2 separate regions of the Drosophila melanogaster genome follow, and region 1 is linked to region 2. Evidence: chromatin contacts called from public targeted proximity ligation data. All regions are on one chromosome and are shown on one strand. The core of a region is the stretch at or near the end of the contact, and the rest is flanking DNA. Distances in the headings are between cores, read along the strand shown. Region 1 overlaps shep (alan shepard). Region 2 overlaps RhoGEF64C (Rho guanine nucleotide exchange factor at 64C).

Region 1 (4,977 bases), core at 2,459-4,958, 460 kb after region 2:
ACACTGGTGTGTTTACAAACTTTTGCGACGTTTTCAAGTGCGACGTCGGCAGCGACTTTGGCTTTAACTATTTCGTTCTCCGCTTCCTCTCGCTGTTCGTTGGACTTTTTTGCCAACGCTTTAATAACTTTCTATTGCTATTTTTATATCTTTTTAAAGCACACGCACACAATAACACACGTAAGTGCCGCTCTCTTTCTGGTTATAATTTAACAATTTTCCTATAATTTATATTTTTTCTTGTTTCGTTTTGTTAGTCAGCTTTAAGCTTACGCACACACACAATCACTTGGCGACACAAACGAAAAACGAACGATGCAAAAGAGACGGTAACTACAGTTATAGTTGTTGTTGTTGCGAGAGCAGCTGATCTCAAAACGACGGGAGGAAGTAAGTGGGAGGAGAGAGTAGTGCCTCTTTTTTACTGGAGAAATGGACAAACTCTGGGAACTGCGAACTGCGAACTAACCGAGGCAAAAATTGAGAAGCGAGCTGAAAGCGGAATTCAAACAACGCAGCGCTGACGGCGACGCCGGCAGAAGCAGCGCCGCACAAGGCATGCGCACAGAGAGTAAGAAAGAGCGCGGCTAATGAATGAATGAACGAGGCGGAATGCGGGAAGAGCGCAGAGAGGCGCAATGACAAAATAGTTGTAGAAAAGCGCCGGCAAGCGGAACTCCACACTCTTTCTCACTCTCTCTTTCCACCCACACCCCTAGTTCACCGGAAAAAGAAAATTCGTTTGCGGCGGGGGTGTATTTTTCACCAAAAAGAGAGTGTGTGCAAAACGCTAGAGAGAGAGAGAGAGAGAGAAAGAACTGACGTCAGTTCTGCCTCCGTCGACGCCGCTGCCGGCGTCGCAAAGCGCCACCACCCAAAAAAACGCGAGAAGAAGCAGAACAAACACACACAAAAATTCGCACAGTGGAGCAGAAATCAAGCTTGTGGCAAATATATTACTTCATTCATCATTCGACGGGCGCGTTTGGCTCTCTCACTTGTTTTGCCAATTTTGGTGATCACCATTTTAGCATATTTTTTCTCATTTAATAAGTTTGCAAAAAAACCTAGGTACAGTGAAATGGTTATAATTAATAAAGGTATTTACATTGATCCCTTTTTTTACATAACATTTATTAAGAAAGTAACAAAAAATACATCCAAACTTTATAAAATGCATCTTTAACAACACAAAACCATATATACATACATATGTACATATGTATGGCCCACTTTACTGATCATTCACTGTGCATATAAGTAGTTTTTAACAAGTGGTTTTCTTTTGCTTTTTGGCACCGTGAGAAAAAAATTCAGAACTGCGGCTGTCTGGCATCCACTGTCTTCTATTAGCCCGGACCCGAATTTTTCACCACCCCCAACTCAAAAGTCACCAGCTGATGAGCTGGTCATCAATTTCTGTCTCTCTCTCATTTTTTGGCGGCTTTTGGGCCGAATTTTGTTTGTTTGCTCGTAAAAATAAATCATCGACCGTGGAGGAAACACGAGCGATGAGTGAAAAACTATTAAATTGGCACCATCGCACCACGAAAAACATAAAAAAAATTATTATCATGACCACCTGTCTGCCTTGAATCACTCATTTTCCACAATTTATTATAGAGCTACAACTTTAGAGTGGTTCGAAAAGACAAATAAAAATGGTAAAAATGAGTGTCGAGTTGAAGGAATCCCCTTGTTCGCCTTAAACTTTTGGCTAACCCACTTTTTATAATAATGAAAAATTTAACATTGTTTTGAACTCACGAAGTTTTAGACAAAAACCTGTTTATAGATGGGATGTTCGTTCATACTGGAATTGCCCATAACTCACCGCAAATGAATCTTTGACTTTTTGAGAATGCTTCTACTGATTGATTGACAATTACTTAATTGATAAATTGGAAAAGAATACAGGGGAGGAATTCCCATGGAGGTAATTGCATTTGACCGGATCTGTTGTGTTCTAGGAAAGCTGTAAATGTCATATGCTTACATATTTACATATGAATAAAATTAATGAAAGATTTCTAAGTTTGGTTTTAAATTCAATACAATAGTTTCCAAATTTCATAAAGCATTACCCAATTCACCTCCATCCATGAATCATCAATGTAATATTTCTTCTTTTCATTCAAATTTATGATCTGAACGTCTAACAAAGCATCAAATCAGGCAAAAAGTATTCGATAAAGATATGCAAAAGACGACAATGAGACAAAAGAAACGAGTTACAGAAAGCAATTTCAATGGAGAATAGCAATTTTATGGCTTACATTTTATTCGCGTTAAGAAGGGGGAGTGCGAATATCAGCTGATAAAAAGCAAAATGCGTTGGCAAAAAAGAAAATCGTGTATGTGGGTTAAGAAGAATGGATGAGAGGCTGAGGGATTCATGGAAGATGAGGGAACAACCGTGATAATAGCAAAACAAACGAAACAGAGAGAGAAACAATATTATAGAGCGAGAGGGCGATAGCCGTGGGGAATTTTCAATTGAAAACGAACGCGTATAAATGCGCCCATATGGAAAAGGCACCCACACACTCATCCGTGTGTGTGTGTGTGTTGAGGAAAATTGCGACTTTGCCTGCCTTTTTATCGGCTTGCGGCATCTCCCCTCCTACTCTTCCGCCCCTCCTGCATTTTCATGCTGGTTGCTCAAAGTCTCGCAGTCGACGTCAACGTCAACGTACATAGAAGCAGCGGGGTGTGAATGCGGCAAAAAAATACACTCATATGGGATAGGTACGCACAGCTGCGGGCACATTAGTAGAATATCAGATTACATGACACGAGTGTCAAACATAGGAGGCAATCAACGTGAATTATGCAAGGAATGTAACTTATGAAAAACCATTATTATTCGAGTTACAGCTGTTAATATCAAATACATTTTCAGTAATACTCTTTGTTTAGAGTACTAATGTGATGACCGCAATTGTTAATATTAAATACATTATCAACGGCGTCGCGATTACAGTAATAGCAGCGACGCCGGCAGAAGCATCCTCCCTCTATATCTATCTCCCTCTAGCCAGTGACGCAGGCAGCATCTTCTGTGCTGCTGCTTCTTCTTCTTCTTCTAGTTCTAATAGCATTTACTGTTTGTTCAACTGTTATGCGAGTTGGACTCCAAGTTATATTTTTTCTGCCTTTTTTTGTTGTTATTGGACTGTTGCTCTCGTGCGTTTCTAGTTTTCCATGGGTCCAACTTTTACTGCCATCCTTTACCTCCCATTCTCCGCTTCCCATCACCGATTCCCCTTGCCATTTACATTGACATTGCTATTCTCTTATTTTATCGCATCATGTTTGATTATACACTGTAATAAATTAATGGTTCAAGCAAAATTATTATATGTGCGTATACATTTTCAGAACAAAACGTTAGTTGTGTGATTTCTAAGCAATTGTTAATTTATTTATACTCTTTTAGCCAATGAATCTATTCTTCTCAGTGTATTTCTATAGGGTGCATTTACTTCTTCTGGCTCGTTTCATTCCATTTTCATTAACATTCGTTTGCAGGTCGTCAAGAAATTAAATGCTCATTATTTGGCCTTTTTCCCAACCATTCTTATTGTTTCCTCCTCGCATTTATGGTTTATTCATCATGCACGTTCGTTTTTCTTATCAGTCCAACTACTTTTGGGCTCTCTCTTACTGACTCCCTTTCCTCTTTCACTATCTTCTCGCCATCGACGTAGACATCTGCGCTGGCATCGACGTTGGCCACGGCAGAGACGTCAGCAGCATCAACGAGCCACCACTTTGCGGCACTTTTGTCGCTGACTGACCGATTGACGATTGACCATCCAAAACGGACTAAACACTAAGCCCCAAACAGTCCACACCCACTCAAATCACCACCCCTCGTTCCACAGAAAACACAACACGCACTAAAACACGCAAATAGCGGTGGTAAAAATAATGGTACATTCATATAAATACATATGTATGTATGTAACAACTATAAACAAGTTACAATTACTGGCCATAATATAGCTAAATTAGTCGCCTTTTGGCATGTGAAAACAATATGTTGATTAAAAAGGATCGCCAATGCAAATGCCTCTTTGAGTATGTTTCAAGATAAATACCCGCACCACGAATAATGGAATTAGTGATATATGGGTATATCACATAAACATATGGTGAAATATGTATATGAACTATTACCGATATCTTAGCATATATTGGGTTCTTTTGATATGCATAGGGGAACATTATGACAGCAGATAATGTTTTCAGTGGAACTGATCTCAAAGCGATTAGTATTTATCCTAGCTTGAGAAAATATTTTTACTTTTTTAATTTAGTTTTAGTGGCTAGCACTATTAACGTGACCTCCGCTGTGTTGGGCAAACATTTTTATTGCATGTCGCCTATCAATCGCTGGCAATTGTTGTTGTCAACGTCGCAGCAGCAGCGCAAAAATAATCGCAGCAGGAAATAAATAGAAATGTGTATCGAAATAAATAAGTAAACATGTGCGAAAAAAAATTGGAGTTCGGAATGGGGCATCAAGGATGGGAAAAGAGAGACTGTGTGTAGGCTGGTGGAAGTGCACGATAAAAGCTTTAACGTTAATGACCAAGCTCGTATTTGCGAAGCCATATTTATCAGCACACACTCTTCTTTTTCCCCATCAATTGGGGATTCTCTACATTCACTGTGGGGCAGATGGAACAAATATGAATCAAATATTCTTTGATATTGTAAGTAAAACATGTGCCGGAAATTCCACATAATTTATAATTTATTATACATTAAAGGTCGTTAATACAATTGGCTCGTTTTCCAAATAAGCAAATTCTGAATTTCGAACAATTTTTTGATCAATTTATTTTTGAATCAATTCGTATGGGTTTTGGAAAATGTTTTTCAACCGGGGGTCCTATTTCAAAAAGGGAGAGATTTTTCACGCCTCAAAAACTTAGTCACTTTTGATTAAAAGACGTCATTGTTATTACC
Region 2 (4,666 bases), core at 594-3,093:
ACGGGGCCTGGAGGGGGCACCTTTGGCTCGAGGCTCAGTTTCATTTCACTTCGGTTTCGAATGTAGCCAAAGTTTCCATTTCCACTTCGCTTGGCACTGGCCATAGATCGCTGGGGGGCGTGGGTGTATGGGTGTTTTCGGGGGAATGCGCTCCACTGCACGGATCCAAACACACAATCGCTCTCGGATGCAAATCACTTGCGAAAGGCTCGGAGACTGGGCTGGCTTGCCCCATGCAAATGAGCGCAAAATTAAATAATTAAACCAACGCCGGTCCAGCTAAATGGATGGACGTACGGACGGATGGATAGACAGACAATCATGAGTCGACTGGCCGCTGAAGTCGCAGCCTGCGAGCTGCAACTGTTGCACAAAACCGAAAACTGGCACAGCAACTTTTTCTTTGAGCCAGAGTCCGAGACGGACTTGCAGCGTTTCTTTCGCATGTGGAGCGTTAATGAATTGCCATAGCGAAGAGATGCACTGTGAAAAATTTGAGAATTTTAGGAAAAACTAGAGTTTAAAAAGCTTCGAAATCTATGTTGTTTGAGAAAATGCTTAAAAAGTTGAATGCCACGAATATTCCTTTACACACTTTACACTTTATATATAGATAATTATTTATCTATATTCTAAATGCACGTATCTTGTTTACTGTGCCTATATAGAGCGTCTATGCGAGATTTGCCACCGCATTAGGGTGCCGAGTGAACCGGATGGGAATGGTTTGGAATCGCGGCAACTCGACTTGGCAATTAAAAGCGGCCGATTGTCGCCTAAGTTGGCCAATGTCCACAATGCGGGCCGAGAAAAGTCTGGTTGCGGTGGCGATTGCAAATCATTAATATATTAACATTTAATGCTGACTGCACTCGGTGCTGGCCCACATGGGTGTCATTGAACCGGATTGATACGAAATCGCTCATACGCCCAGTGAGTCATACTCTGATTTTGCCACCCCGAAACGAAACTCTTGCTGATGTTTCGCATATAAGTGCTAAAAAAAGCTTACTTTACCTAAACAATTTCTCTCTTTTTCGTTTCAGGTTAGTAGGACAGAACGAAAAAAAAATCTACAAATTCAAAAAAAAAAAGACAACTAACTTTGACTCGGGGCGTCTTGGGTTCACTACAGGTAATTGTTTATAATTGGAATTATACAGCGATTTGCTGTGAAATTCGAGTTCAGTTTCAGTTCGGTCGAGTTCAGTTAAAGCGACAGGCAAATTGCCAGAACAGGAATACGGCAAACAACACAACAATTCTGTGCCAGTTTTTATGGCAAAGCCAAAGAAAAAGTGCCGGAAATAATTGTCTTAAGTAGTTTGAACTTTGCGCATAAAAACTAAAACGGGGCAAGAAAAGACTCACTAACAACTAAATGAATCGCTTTCAATGTTCTACAAGTCGGGCAACTCTTTTCGATGTCAGAGACATTAGTTAGCGGATTTCGAGGTCATAAAAATGATTTACAGCAAATTAAGTATTTCTCTAAAATTAAATAGTTTACCTAAGTGCCCGTACTTTCTCTCAAAAATGGACAGCAGCATTTTGTAGGATTCCCGAGAGATCTCGATCTCGATCACTTGCGAAACATTATCATACGATAATTAGAAATGAAAGTAAAATTGTGGCAAACTGTGCGTGGGGCCATGACCAGGCACAAATGAACAAAATATTCACTTCACATCTCGGATTGGCCATGATGGGGCAAAAAAGTCAGGGAAACAAAAATGTTTAAAATATAAATAAACAAATCAAATCTCAGTGGGGGGAAAACTCGAAGAGCGGTTTTTGTGTGCGGCGGCTTGAGAGCGTTCTTGAAATATCAATTCGGTGAATAGTCAATTTAGCACAGTAGCCATATACCACAGCATACGCATGTATATGTATAATATGTATCGAGTATATGTAAATACACTCAGTCGGACGGACGTACGTTCAAAGTCATAATCGATGACTCCCCAAAGTGCGGACCAACTTCGAGTCGAACTCACTTTCTAAAAATGAGTTCAGTTCAATAACAATTTGCGCTTGACAGATGAAAATATTCGGTTTGATAAATGATGCTGAGGCGCGGCGCGTATGAAAAATCACATATGTGCGAGTATATGCGCTTGAATAACTATTTTTGATATATTTTACAGCAAGACTGGGCTCTTTCAAAATTGATTGCCCACAATTAAAAGTTAAATATTGAAAATTAAAAAGCGAATGCCATGCGCTACAAAAAGCTTACTTTTTAAATTTATGATATACATATACATCATATTTTTTAATAGCTCTTTATTTTATTTGTAGCAATTATTAATGCAAACACAGCGCACGGAATATTTGCATATATTTCATATAGAAAGCGACAATTTCATTTGTTGTCCCCTAGAATCTTTCGGACTTTACGTTCCATGCATAAATCATTTCCTGCGTTTTTTTAACATACTGTTATAATTACATTTTAATTTATGCAAATATGTATATATGAAAAATTAGCAGTAGCCGCTTGTTTGTGTTTATTTTTTACGGGCTCATATTTGCTTTAACTAATGACAGCGTTTCAATATGCACAGCAAAAACCAAAAGCGAATCCTAAAAAGTTGCCTCGTTTAGCTGAGAGAGCTTAAAAAATTACAAGTCAAACAATGGAAAATGAATTTTCAAATTAATAGTAAATATGGGTAGCTCAGAAGCAGCCAGTTAAAAGTTCTTAATAATAACTGGAGTTGAACGTGAAAAAAAAAATGTAAACGCGATGCTTATTGTAAATGCTTGTTAAACATTTATTTTTTTTATTAACGCATTAATGTGTTTTGCCAAGACTTTATTTATGTCAAGTTTGATTTCCCCCTTTGTCAGCCAAGTGTTTTCCCGCTCCCATGTAAAAATGGAATCGTAAGCAGCTTCTGATTCGCTTTTCTAGCCGTCGAATATCTGTGAAGGGCCTTCAACCACTCCGCTCTGAATTATTCCACTCAAGAGGTTGTCAAATTATCGGGAACCCAGAACACACGCAAAAACCAGCACAGCCAAGTGTTAAATTTCAATCTGAGGCTTCTTCCTGTTACATGTCAAATTGTGAAAAGGAAAACTTTTGGCCAACATTTGATTGCCAAGCTGTTGTCGAATGACCTTGTGTTCTTTGAGATACAGATACAAGCACAAAGGCGAAACCCAAAGAAACACGGTCGTTTATCTTGAGTTTATCGAGTGGGAGCATCGAAGCTATAAATGTTTTTGTTTTCACTTCCGCCCGAGATTGACATCCGAGTTAAAGTTCAATTTCTTAAATGCCAAAAAAGAAACAACAAATGCAGGAAAGGTGGAACTACAATTTGAGTATCATGTTTCATAATCGAGCAACGGTTTTGTAGCTGTATCCGTCGGCCTGTCTCAACCTATAAACATATCTGTTATTTTTCGCGCACAATTACCGATGATTTTCAAAAGCAACCACAGGAGTATTGGAGCGGAGTTCATTCAAAGATATGCAATAGAGGTGCCAGCGTGAGAAGTTATCCAAATTACATGATAACTTAAATCCCTATTTTAAGAAACAAACGAAGTATATATCCAACTTCAAGAGAATATGCAAAAACATTTGTTGATTATATGTAGTCTCAAAATATAGTCATTAAGCTTCATCTATTTCAAACCAATCGAAATAAGTCGATAGGCAAAATCTAAAATTACACATCTCTAGCGTGTCCATTCTCTGCGGTGACCTGTCATTATGGATTTACGTCTCAACTCCGTCCTTCTCCCCCATTAATTGTCGTTAATGATGCAATTATGGCCTGCCAGATAGCAACAATAAGATCACTGAAATGCCAAACGAATTTGCTTAATAGAGCACAAGAAAGATATATAACCCAAAAATAGAGCAAGACAGCCCAGCCACTCGACTTGTCAATCAAAATTTGATCAATGGGTTCAGCGGAGCGGACTTTTGGATTTGCATCTGAATTGTGGGCGGATGTGAGTCTGTGGGACAAGGCTATTTGACGCCTCTAATTGAGTTTTGTAATGCAAATCACTTTCGGTTTTTTCCGTTTCTCCATTGAAACTAATAGTTGGGACCTCGGTGCGTATACGTATGCGTCAGACGGACAGAGGAAACTCAATCAATCTGAATTGTGAAGCCGGGAAATAGGGTTAATATAATAATTACACATCTTACTGATTACTTACTATGGAGAGGGATATTCAATATAATATGTGAGTTGTAGGAGGTCGTTTATAAATGCGGCAATTTACATGTTTTTTTTTTAGACTTTTAAAAAGCTTTGCATTTTTTCTTAAGTGAATTCTCGTCGGGCTCTGGACTTTACTGAAATAAAGAAACAAAATATTTTGGTTTGCTGTAATAAGTTTAAAATTTAAAATTATAAAATATTTCGATTGGTTGCACTTTTTAAGTTCCCTTTGCAAAAAGTTTCCTACATATAAATTATACTGACTTTCAGACTGGATTCCAAAAAATCGGCTCGAACCAGTTCTGAGTCATCGGAGCAACCGGCTTTTGGCAAATATTTGTATGGCTAGGCTGCACGCGTCGCTCGGTTTAATTGCCGCCGACTAAAAAATGCAAAAATTTAAATTTTTTAATTTACATTACTCCCTTTCAACTCCACTTCAGCCCGGTGCGATTTTCTGTGCGTTTTTGTTGTTT

Evidence for each region.
Region 1: a contact with region 2 is called in a targeted proximity ligation map of the Kc167 cell line, with 3 times the contacts expected there. A contact is called at or near these places in 2 of 107 Hi-C or Micro-C datasets (both in the S2 cell line) and 1 of 7 datasets of targeted methods (the Kc167 cell line).

What each region holds. Positions count from the first base shown.
Region 1 is chr3L:5,184,328-5,189,304 of dm6, forward strand. All of the region lies in intron 4 of shep (alan shepard), which reads right to left. Among named protein-coding and RNA genes, the nearest start is that of Srp54k, 34 kb to the left of the region's middle.
Region 2 is chr3L:4,721,513-4,726,178 of dm6, forward strand. All of the region lies in intron 2 of RhoGEF64C (Rho guanine nucleotide exchange factor at 64C), which reads left to right. Among named protein-coding and RNA genes, the nearest start is that of CG13712, 14 kb to the left of the region's middle.